2 separate regions of the Hordeum vulgare genome follow, and region 1 is linked to region 2. A link is a contact called in public Hi-C data. All regions are on one chromosome and are shown on one strand. The core of a region is the stretch at or near the end of the contact, and the rest is flanking DNA. Distances in the headings are between cores, read along the strand shown. Region 1 holds the start of LOC123408081 (small polypeptide DEVIL 17-like). Region 2 has its middle 81 kb from the start of LOC123408081.

What was found. Hi-C and Micro-C count contacts between places; a contact is called where the count stands out from the background.
Region 1: a Hi-C map of seedling shows a contact between it and region 2, with 2.1 times the contacts expected there. The contact joins the promoter of LOC123408081 here to the enhancer-like site in region 2. A contact is called at or near these places in 2 of 6 Hi-C or Micro-C datasets (leaf and seedling).

The regions. Positions count from the first base shown.
Region 1 is chr1H:126,824,095-126,829,490 of MorexV3_pseudomolecules_assembly, reverse strand. LOC123408081 (small polypeptide DEVIL 17-like) reads right to left here and starts at 1,640. Exons shown (of 1, transcript XM_045101284.1): 1 at 1,047-1,640. The coding sequence starts at 1,580. The coding sequence ends at 1,293.
Region 2 is chr1H:126,743,867-126,749,593 of MorexV3_pseudomolecules_assembly, reverse strand. No RefSeq gene overlaps it. Among protein-coding and RNA genes, the nearest start is that of LOC123408081, 81 kb to the left of the region's middle. Within about 2 kb of position 3,448, at least 3 of the 3 cell types and tissues checked have open chromatin away from gene starts, as enhancers often do. A contact at or near this core is called in leaf and seedling, where this site is marked.

The DNA.
Region 1 (5,396 bases), core at 391-2,890, 82 kb before region 2:
GCATAAAACACTATAAATAACAGTAACAAAACATGATGTAAAATGGATGTAGCAATTATCCGCTAATTAACCCATGTTTATAATGAGGTATTTTTTCATCCTTGATTGCATATACTATATTCATGCTATAGTCTCACATGATGACGTTTTTGTATGGGTGATAGGAATCTGCGAGGGGTTCACATGTTCTTATAGACCAACTGTTGTTGATTGATTTGGAAAATCCTTGGCCTGATCAAAATCGTAAACCAAATCCAAAATTGAATACCTCAGTTGAATGAAAAGCTTTGAAATTATTGAATGAGCTTTGAAATTATGGAGCACAGAGAATTAAAATAATTAAATAGGAGAGTTCTTTGAGAAATTGTTGACCCTGTCAAAATAAAATGACGAAAGTCTAAATTAAATCCTAAAAAATTGTGAAGATTTAAAAATTAGGGTGTACAATGTATTGTATAAAAATTAAATGAAAGAGTTTGAGAAATTGTTGACCCGGTCAAAATCAAATGACCAAAGTATAAATTAAAGCCTAAAAAATTGTGAAGATTTAAAAATTAAGGAGCATAGTGTATTGTATACAAAATTAAATGAAAGAATTTGAGAAATTGTTGAGTCAAAATTGAATGATCAAATTTTAATTGGAGACCCCAATTGATTCTGAGGGCTCCAATCCTAGAAAGATTAGTCATATAGTACTCCCTCCCTTCCAATTTTTTTGTCTTAGGTTTGTCTAGAAATGAATGTATAGAAATACTATAACATGACTAGATACATTCATATTTAGACAAATCTAAGACAAAAAATTTGAGACCGAGGGGTATATGATAGAATTAGGAAAATAGATGTCATTTGATTTTTTTATTACGTCTAGGTTTTTTTTTTTGAATGTGAATGATTGATTCCTATCCTATACAACAACAATAGTAATCCATCCTACACATCACGGGGTCCAAACAAAATTTCCTACAAAATTCATATCCTTCTGAATTCCTACATTTCTATAACCAGTTATCCATAACCAGAAGTTGTACGGGTAAGCAAGGCCGTGAAGATAACCAGTTATCCATAACCAGAAGTTGTACCGGTAAGCACATTACATGTCAATTACATTTCTCATTCACTTACACATCATCAGATTAAAAAAAACTCATGTCATTTTTTTCAGAAAAAAAGATGAACCAGTACGGAATACTGTACACCAAACACTACCATTCCTTCCTACAGACCGAACCGACCTACAGGCCCGGCCCTGACCCAGCCCGCACAAAAAACCACCAGGCCTTCGTGTGAGCTCAGTCGGACATGTCGTGCTCGTTCCAGCACAGGAGCATCGAGACGCATCGCCGGAGGATGTACAGCCTCGTCCTCTGCTGCTTCAGAACAGCATGGCACCGGGACCGGAGCCCGCCGAAGCCATTGCCGCCGGCCTGTTTCCTCCGACGCCGCAGCTGCGGTTCGGACCGCGTGCTGTCGTCGTTGGCCTCAGCCGGCGTTGAAAGGTGGTGGTACGCCGAGCAGACGGATACCGAAGCTGAAGCGGCTAGCTCCATGGATGCGATTGCGAAGGAGAAAACGAACATGTCGCGGGAGAAACAACTGTGGGAGTAGAGCAGAGGATAGCGTGGTGTGGCGAACCTGGAGAGGGCCTCTGTTTTTATATAACCCGAACCGACACCACGCGATTAGGACGGCTCGTTATTGAAAGCCGACATTGATAGCATGGAATGACGGTTCTACCCTGCCCTCGGTTTTGTTTCTCTAATATAATCCGCCCAGCTCCCTAACCAACGGATTGAGAACACTAGACAGACTTGTTTGTTCTTCTTGGTGTTGTTTAAGTATGATTATATTACCTGTGACATGGTACATCTTTTGTTTCTTCTCATCACTAATTTATGGATGCTTCTGTCATTCGGAATTTATGATTCCATTACATTACTGCAATGATTTGGAGACGTTTGTCTGCACTCGGCACTAATATATCTGTAGTACAGATGATTATTGATTAGTGCGCTAGCTAATGGTGACGTTCGGCTAGCTCAAGTACGTGGATAGAGTAGAAAAACAGGGTGCCTGACTCGGATCTGATGCAGAGTCATGCATATTGAAAGAAAAATATGGTCACATCACCAGTCACCACTTAAGTTGAAAACATGACGCTGTTGCGGCGTATGACCTACAGCCTGGAGGTGATTAAAATAGAAATAGGATTTGGAACACATATGCGCTCTGTCCCTCAATAATGGGTGACGGTAAGGTGGTCTTAATCAAAAGTAGGCAATGGTACCATTACCCGGGTTTTTCGTTAATAATGTAACTCTTGCATGTGTCGTAGGAATTTATAGTCTTCTTGTATATCGCTGTTTGATTTATTTTTTCGTTGCGAATAATCTGGCTGCTTGATTTGTGGTCGCTACTATTCCCTTTGTTTCTAAATATAAATTCTATTATTTCTTCAAAATGTCCCAACTTCTTTAACTCTGATCAAGTTTATAGACAAAAGTATCAATGTCTAAAACACCAAATCTTTACCATTAAATTCATCATGAAATATATTCTATATTTTATATATTTGATATTATAAATATTTATATATTTTGCTATAAAGTTGATCAAGCATAGACAATGGACGACTTTTTGAAACCAAATACACCTATTTTAGGAACGGATGAAGTAGTATATAGTTTGAGCTGCTCCAATGTACCCTCTCCAATTCTAAACACAAGTCTTTCCTCCATTTTTAAATACAAGTCATTTTATAAATTTCACTAGGAGACTATATACGAATGTACATAGACATATTTTATAGTATATATTCACTTATTTTTCTATTTATATTGTCTCCTAGTAAAATCTCTAAAAAATATATATTTAGAAACGGAGGGAGTACACACAAAACAAGATAAATGAATCTGTATTTTAAAATGTATCCATATACATTTATATATAGTTTATAATGAAATCTTTAAAAAATAATTATACTTCATATGGCACTACTCTTTTTTTTGCGTCAAAATTTTAAAGCTTCATTGATAAAAGGTGTTTGCTGGGCAGTCAGCCAACATGCTGCTCACCAGAAAACTAGGAGTTTCAGTAAGCTAGCTCTCGATAGCATTTCTAGTGCAAGCACGCTTGGCACATAGATGAGCTGGACCGTTCGCTGCTCTTAATACATGCTGAATTACAAATGAGGAAAAGGTAAGGGAAAGCTCTTCAATCTCAAAGAAGATAGCAGCCACGACGGAACATCCGTCACGGCGATCGTGCCAGAGATTTACGACCTCCAAGCAATCTGTCTCCATCACCACTTCAGAAAAATCACGAAGACTTGTGAATATCACTCATGCACGCAGGGCAAGAGCTTACCCCAACTTGAGGCTTACCCCATGCACCCAATAAGGAACATCTGGAGTGAGCCACACCACCACCAGCGCATTGTTGGCTTATGACATCAACCGCCGCGTCGGTATTGATTTTAACCCGGTTACCTTCAGGTGGCTGCCACCCATAACCAGGCAAAGTCGCAGCTTGATCTTTTGGGATCTGCAACAAAGCCAGAGCTTCCCTGAGATACTTGATAGATTGCACCGGATCAAACCTCTCTCCATCATGAGTCCATCTATTCCGAGAGTTCCAAATGGACCACATGATAGTAATGATCGGGGCTCGATCCTTCGGAGAGAACCTTGGATCAGTAAAAATGTCCTTTCTCCAGGAGTCTGAGTGGAGTGTTGGAAAATGAAAATCCAATAGAGCTTGTGCCTCGACCCAAAACCGACATGCATGAGAGCAATGCATTAAAGCATGCTCCAAATCTTCATCAACAAGTTGACATAGTTTGCACATACTTGTATCTCTGATATGTCTATATTTAAGTGTTGCTTCATCTGGTAGGATGCCACGCATGACCCTCCACCAGAAAACACGCACTTTGGGAACGACCTTGAGAGCCCATAACATCTTCCACAAGTGATTTTGTTCCACTGAAGGACCTGAAGCCTGCCCTTCCACATGAGCTGAGTGCTCATTGTGTGTCATTAGAGCTCGGTACGCCGATTTCACTGTGTAATTGCCGGACTTCTGATGTGCCCATGCCAAAAAATCTGCCCCCCTCCACGCCGTAGAGGAATGTTCAGAATTGCCTCGGCGTCAGGTGCAACAAAGTTTTCCCTAACCCGGTCCATCCTACATGCTCCCGATTCGATGTCAATCAGCTCACTGACATACGTAACGGCCGTACCAGGAGGTTTAACAGTGGGAGTCATAGTCTCCGTAGATGGAATCCACCTGTCAGTCCATACGTTAATGGAAGAACCATCGCCAATTCGATGGATGAGGCCCAGGTTCAGCGCCTCCCTGCCAGCCACAATTGCACGCCAAATAGCTGAGGCCGAATGTGGCACTGATGCTCGAGTAAAATCTGTATCCGGGTAGTATCTCCCCTTCAACACTCGTGCACATAAGGAGGTAGTGTTGGTAATCAAACGACATCAATGCTTTCCTAGCAGAGCCAGATTGAAGCTATGGAAATCTCGAAAACCCATCCCCCCTTTGCATTTTGGTGTCGCCAGTTCTTTCCACGATATCCAGTGGAAAGATCGTCTGTCAATGGAACTGCTCCACCAATACTTGGCCATACTGGAAGTTAAGTTTTTTTAAACTTTCTTTGTAAGTAAGAAGCAACTCATGCTGAAAGTGGGAATGGCCTGAATCACCGATTTGAGTAGTATTTCCCGGCCTGCGCATGCAAACAGCCTTTCAGACCATCCCCTCATCTTGCTTCTCGACCGCTCACCAATGTGATCAAAAGTTCCACTGGTGATTCGACCCACTGCTGTAGGGAGCCTGAGGTACCGTTCGCTGAAGGCTTCAACTGAAACCCCAAGAACACCTTTCATAAACTGGCGCAGCTCATGGGGAGTATTAGGGTTGATGTATATTGCACTTTTATCACGATTCACGCACTGGCCCGAAGCATCTCCATAAACCCGCAAAATTGAGTTAAGCCTTTCCGCACTCTGGGAATTGGCGTTAATAAAAATTAGACTATGATCTCCAAACAGGAGATGACTTACCCAAGGAGCACGAAAGCTTGCCGTTACTCCTGTGTCAATGTAGCCATAGTTCTTGATCAGCGAGGAAAGCCCTTCGGCACATAATAGGAATAGAAAAGGCGACAATGGATCCCCTTAGCGAAAACCATGGGAAGTGGTAAAATAAGGTTGGAGCTCACCATTGATCCTCACAGAAAATCGCATTGAGGTAACACACTTCATGATCAGTCGAACTAGTGATGTGTTGAACCCCAAACGAAGAAGAATTGCCTCCAGATAAGACCATTCTACACGATCGTATGCTTTCATCATATCCAACTTAAGCGCACATGAGTGATTGTT
Region 2 (5,727 bases), core at 2,199-4,698:
GTGCCATATGATGACATCCGAGAAAGGCTTAGTGCACACGATTAGTCCAGAAAAGCATTGTCATCGATCACCAAAACCACTAGGGTAGAAATATGGCCTTACACCTATGCTATCATGGCTCACATGAGACTTTGCATGCGAGAAAGGTACAATTATTTTCTATTGGTTGCATATAATGGATCCAGAGACAAAGCCAACTCCATCTTAGCCTCGTTGCACAGGGCGCATGGTACTGCATAGCAAGAGGGCCATGTGAACTTTGTTTCGAGAGTACGCCAAGGGCGTACCATAGCTTTATAGAAGATAGGAATATATGTACAAGACAAATTCCTATTCCTTCTTCCATAGGTCGGAAAGAAGGAACAAAGGACCCAAATTACAAAAAAGACTCCAAACTCCAAAACCACACCTACTACTCACAAAAAGCAAAAAATCCCCTCCCACCAACCATACCCCAATCTTTAATCTCGCCAAAGATTTGAGTGACTAGTGTATCCTCAGAGATGCACCACTACGTGTTGCCAAACATTCTTGTACTTTTTTTGCTTCCACAAAATCCAACAAATGAGGGTAACCACCAAGTCAAAACCCTTGCGCCGTTCCTTAGGAATTGCTTTGCGAACTGTACACCATCATCTCTCCAACCGACCAGTCGATGATGGGAGTATGTCCAATTGAATGTTAGCTCTCTGAAAGCAATATAACTGCACCGGCTTGGAGTACACACACTGCAATAAGACGTGGTCCACAGTATCATGCTGCTGATCACAGAAGAAACAAGGAGATAGTGGCTCCCGCAGCCCATGTCTGAACCTGCTATCCGGAGTCCACACACTGTATTGGATCTCCAACCACATGAAAAACTTGCTTGGTAATGAGACCAACAACGCCAGATCGCTTTGTCATATGACACCCTGATGCCCCCTTGTCAGAACATATCGTAGGATGATTTTGATGAATAAACCCCGCTCTCGTGCCATCTCCATACAGCCTCATCTTCATTCCCCATGTGAACTTTCTGAATACCATGTATGTTGATTGTAAGAAAATTGTTGCATGTATAGGTTGCGCCCTTTTCGGCATGCTAGAAATCTCAGTTTACAAGATTTTCTCGTGCACTTTCATTTTTCTCAGTGTATTAGACATGTTTGAATTGTTACCCAATTGTTTCCCAAACATGTGATTACTAGACAGTGCACCTTGTGCTTATGTATAAAAATGGTCGAGGCCAATAGATTATTACATGGCCGGTTTCATGCATGTAAAGCAGTGTTTCACGCATATAAGCATTTTAGCTATACACCTAGAGCCTTATCATACCATTGCAAAGAAAAAAAATGTCTAATACAATTCACTACACATCATGATAACATGTTAGTTTGTGATCTCTATTAAGTAGTGTTTGTTTATTAACTTTAATTGGTCCGAGTGAGATTGAGAAGGACTGGATAGGATTAGAGATATTGAAAGCAATATGTTATCCTGTAGACATATGAAGTCCCGCAAATATAGTACTTGTGCTTGAGGCCTAATTTTACAAAAAACAATAATTTCCTATCATTCTTATACATATGTAATTTCTCATGTCTGCTATAGCAATTAGTTTTTTAAAATTATTTATTTAAGGTTCCTTGATGTGATTGACATGGTTGGTTCCTTTTCTGTGTAAATGATGTCGAGTCCTCACTATTAAGGAAACCTATTCTATTTCTATTTCATAGTTCTACTTTTCTATTAAGGTTTTAGTTGCCACCTATTAGTCATGTTTCCACATGCATGTGAAGATAAATGTTATGATAAATTCATCTATTGACATGCTTTTATTTTCACAACGCATCACACCTTGATGATTTCTTCCATTATCCCGATGATATTTTTTTTCATTATTTGAGATGGCATCACATCCTGTTGATTTCTTTCATTACTTTATCATGCCCAATCAAGTATTACATGCAATAGTTTTTTAACACACACTTTTCAATGTAATTTCCATGTCAATTATGCATTTGACATGCTTGAATGCTAGTTTAGAAGAAAAGCCATGTAAGACTACAAGAATGGAACATGACTTCAAGGCCTGTGATCCAAAGTAGCCCTTTGGCAAGCCATGTAAGGTTGAAAGAACGGAACATGATTTCAGGGCCCACAATGCGAAGTATCCCTCGGTGTGATCCCAAAAGGATGACCCAAAATCCATATCGACGAAGGCCTTGGATATACCAGTAAATTTTTATGCAAGCATTCATTGAATATTTTCATTATCTAGCAATGTATTTAACAAAATCCAAATTTATGGCATCAAGGATCGTATTACAATAGCTCATGCTTGCCAAAGATGACATGACTCAAGAAGGGAATCAAGTAATATGGCGGAGCTAGCATAAATGTTTGCGATGCATACAAATACATTGCCAACACCAATGGCGTTCAAGTAGTTACCACGACGAACGCTAGAAAGCAGTGTCCTAATAGCGGCAAACAACAGGGGATGTTGTATAGCACCACACCCAACATGTCTTTTGTTGTTGTTTTTGACTCTTTTTTTACCCATGGAACGGATTTAACACTTTGTGTGCAAAAGGAATAAGGCTATATCATGGTAAATATTGGGAATTATTTTATGTAGTGTGAGGTTCTTTGCTATTGTAAATCAACTTTTATTGTTAGGACATGGACTATGATAACATATGATGGATACATGTGCCCCGTTCGAAAAGATAGATTCAGACAGCTACATTGATTTTTTTTTTCGAAATGCAAGATGTCATTAATGTGTCTCATTAAAAAATAGAGAATAAAAACTCGGATACATATGCATGTCATGCAACTATACTCTTCACTTTAGCTTTTCCAGCTTTTAGCATTGGCCACATTTCTTCTCAACACATGCCTTCAATAAAAGATCCCGTTACATCACCTGAACCATTTTCTCATGACATCCGATCCTATGTGGCCAGTGGAACAGCACGCTGATATTATCTATTGGTCACACCCTTATATAGCTTGCTTTAGAACTTTATATTGGTTACTAAAATCGATCACAAAGATAATGTTCAAGTTACCAGCTTACGTATACTGCCATGACCAACTGGTCACATATTTACGAAAAATGATACCCACATTTATCATTCTGTTGTTAAAATAGAATGGTGCGGCAACACGAACCAGTTGCACGTACGCAGAAACTAGTTGGGACACAAAGGTAAATTCAGTTGGGTACGACCGAGAGAACGACCGGTCAAGCGTGGGCGCAGCACCGGCCAGCACGATGGATCGGGGTCGACATCCATCCACCCGTGACATACCCGCTCATGCATGCATCTGCGACTACCACTCCCAAAGCTCCTATCGTGCCTGCCGCGCCCACACGATGGGTCGTCATCGGATAGCCTCGTAAGTAGGCATGTACGTGGCAGGAGGACACCGGTGTGGCCGTGTGGGACGATGAGGATCGGGGCTCTGCGCCTCTGCGGCCCTCCTCCTTTTCGCCCGGCACACCACGTTCTCTCCCACAGTATGGTAGTCTTTGCTTATCTGATCTTCTCCGCATCTCGCTCCCTGCCTTACTTAAAATCTGGGACCCGCGTGCGTTCATACGTTACTCCCCACGTTTTCCCATCATGGAGCTAGTGTCGTTTTTAGCAGTCTTCGTGTGCTACTACTGCTGCTGATTCACTAGTAACCATGTTTCTTTTCACGTGCGTTGCATCAATCCTGTAGCGACGGTACATTTCCGCGAATGCCAAGTAGAAGAGATGTGGAATTGTCATAAAGGCATCTTCAAGCCGTCGAATTGCGTGGTTCCAATCATAAAACTCATCCAAACGGTTCTGTATCAGTCTCTGAGGCGGTTTGGATGCGATTTCTTTTATAAATCAGAGACAAATATGAGAACGATTTATGAAAGTCCGGACCGCTCCTTTACCTGATTTTTACCATCCCGATCCACAAAAACACATTTCCCCTCTTGCGCGCGCTTTTCGCACGACGTCAGCTGCCCGCATTCACGCTGCTGTAGAGCAGCCGCTTCTCATTGAAGAGCAAACGCAATCTCTCACTCGCGTTGACATTGAAGCGGCTCGCCGGCCGAGGGCGTCGCCTGCGGCGCGTCTCCGGTGATCGAGCCTGTTTAATGCCGGAGATGCGTGACTGGACGGGACGAGACATATATCTATCATGCCCGTTCAATGCCCCATCTGTTCGTATGCCACCATTAAATAGGCTCGCCGACCGAGAAACCCACTTCGGCGTCCCGAATTGACGCATGGCCTCACTAGAATCCCCTATTTAAGGGCGGCCAGACCCGGCTATCACCATAGCATAACACATCCGCTCCACATCCTCCTCCCTTGCACCACATCTGCCACGATTACACGCGGGGAAGCTTTGTGGGACAACCTGTCCCCGGAGATGAAGCAGGAGGTGGCCGCCATTGCCGCTACTTTGTAGAGTCGTTGTGCCATGCGAATAGAGGTCGGCTTGCCGGCTAGCTCGTCTGAGGTCTCTGACAACGATGAGGACGACACCACGATGGAGACGCGCTCCGTTGACACCGCCCCGGCTCCTGCGCCTCCTGTGCACTCCGACTACACCATGGACTAGGCACAAGCGTACTACAATGTCGTCATGGCGAAAGGGCGGCCTGAACCGACGCATACGTCGGTATTACAGTGGGCGTTGGAGCAACATCGGCATGCGTTGGGTTACATCAACGGCGAGCGCGCGAACCAGGAGGCAGTGGCGGCCATGGCCGCGATGAACTCAAACTTCATCGCGGAGCAGCATACCATCTACGATGCCATCCGCACTCAAGCCGCCGCTCGCCAGGAAGCGGCCGCCGCATAGTCGCTGTTCCAGGCGATCGTGGAGGGGAATAATGTGAGTTGTGCCTCCGGCGAACAATCAGGCGGCCCAGTGAGACGACGAAGGCCAAGGTGCCACCATTTCCCTCGTTAACCTCACATCCACAGACGGCGTACAAGGCGCTCACTCCTGCAAGAATGAGTAGGGCACCGGAGGCTGCAGAGCCCGGTGTTGAAAGGACTTGGAAGTTGCCTCGTATCAATGGCACCATTGGTATCAAACGGACTGACCCAGAAGAAGATTAAGCACGTGAGTAACCGAACATCATAATTTGTGCCATCAATGCTAAGAGTGTCAGAGAAACCTAATGCCTTAGCCGACATCCTTACTGTCTAGGCGGTAAATCCTAGTAATGAGAGACCTAGCTCTAGTATCAATTGAAAGGACGTGGATGTCACCTAGAGGGGGCTCAATAGGCGCTTTAAAATAATTGCGGTTTGGGCTAGCACAAATGCGGAATAAAAGTAGCATTTAATTTGTCAAGCACAAAACCTAAAACAACCAACCTCACCTATGGGCACCAAGAACTTATGTAAGCAACATAAACAACTAAGTGATAGCAAGATATATAACATGAAAGAATGGTTATCACAAAGTAAAGTGCATAAGAAAAGGCCTTGTGGATGCTAATCTCCGTTTGGAGCGGTGTGGGGGCACAATGCTCCCCAAGAAGCCACTAGGGCCACCATAATCTCCTCACACCCTCACACAATGCAAGATGTCGTGATTCCACTAAGGGACTCTTCATTGTAGGATCAAAAGTATGTCTAGAGGGGGGGGGGTGATTAGACCACTTGACCAAATACAAACTTATCTTTTTCCCAATTTTATTTATGCGGAAGTTTTAGCAATTGTAGGAAGTCA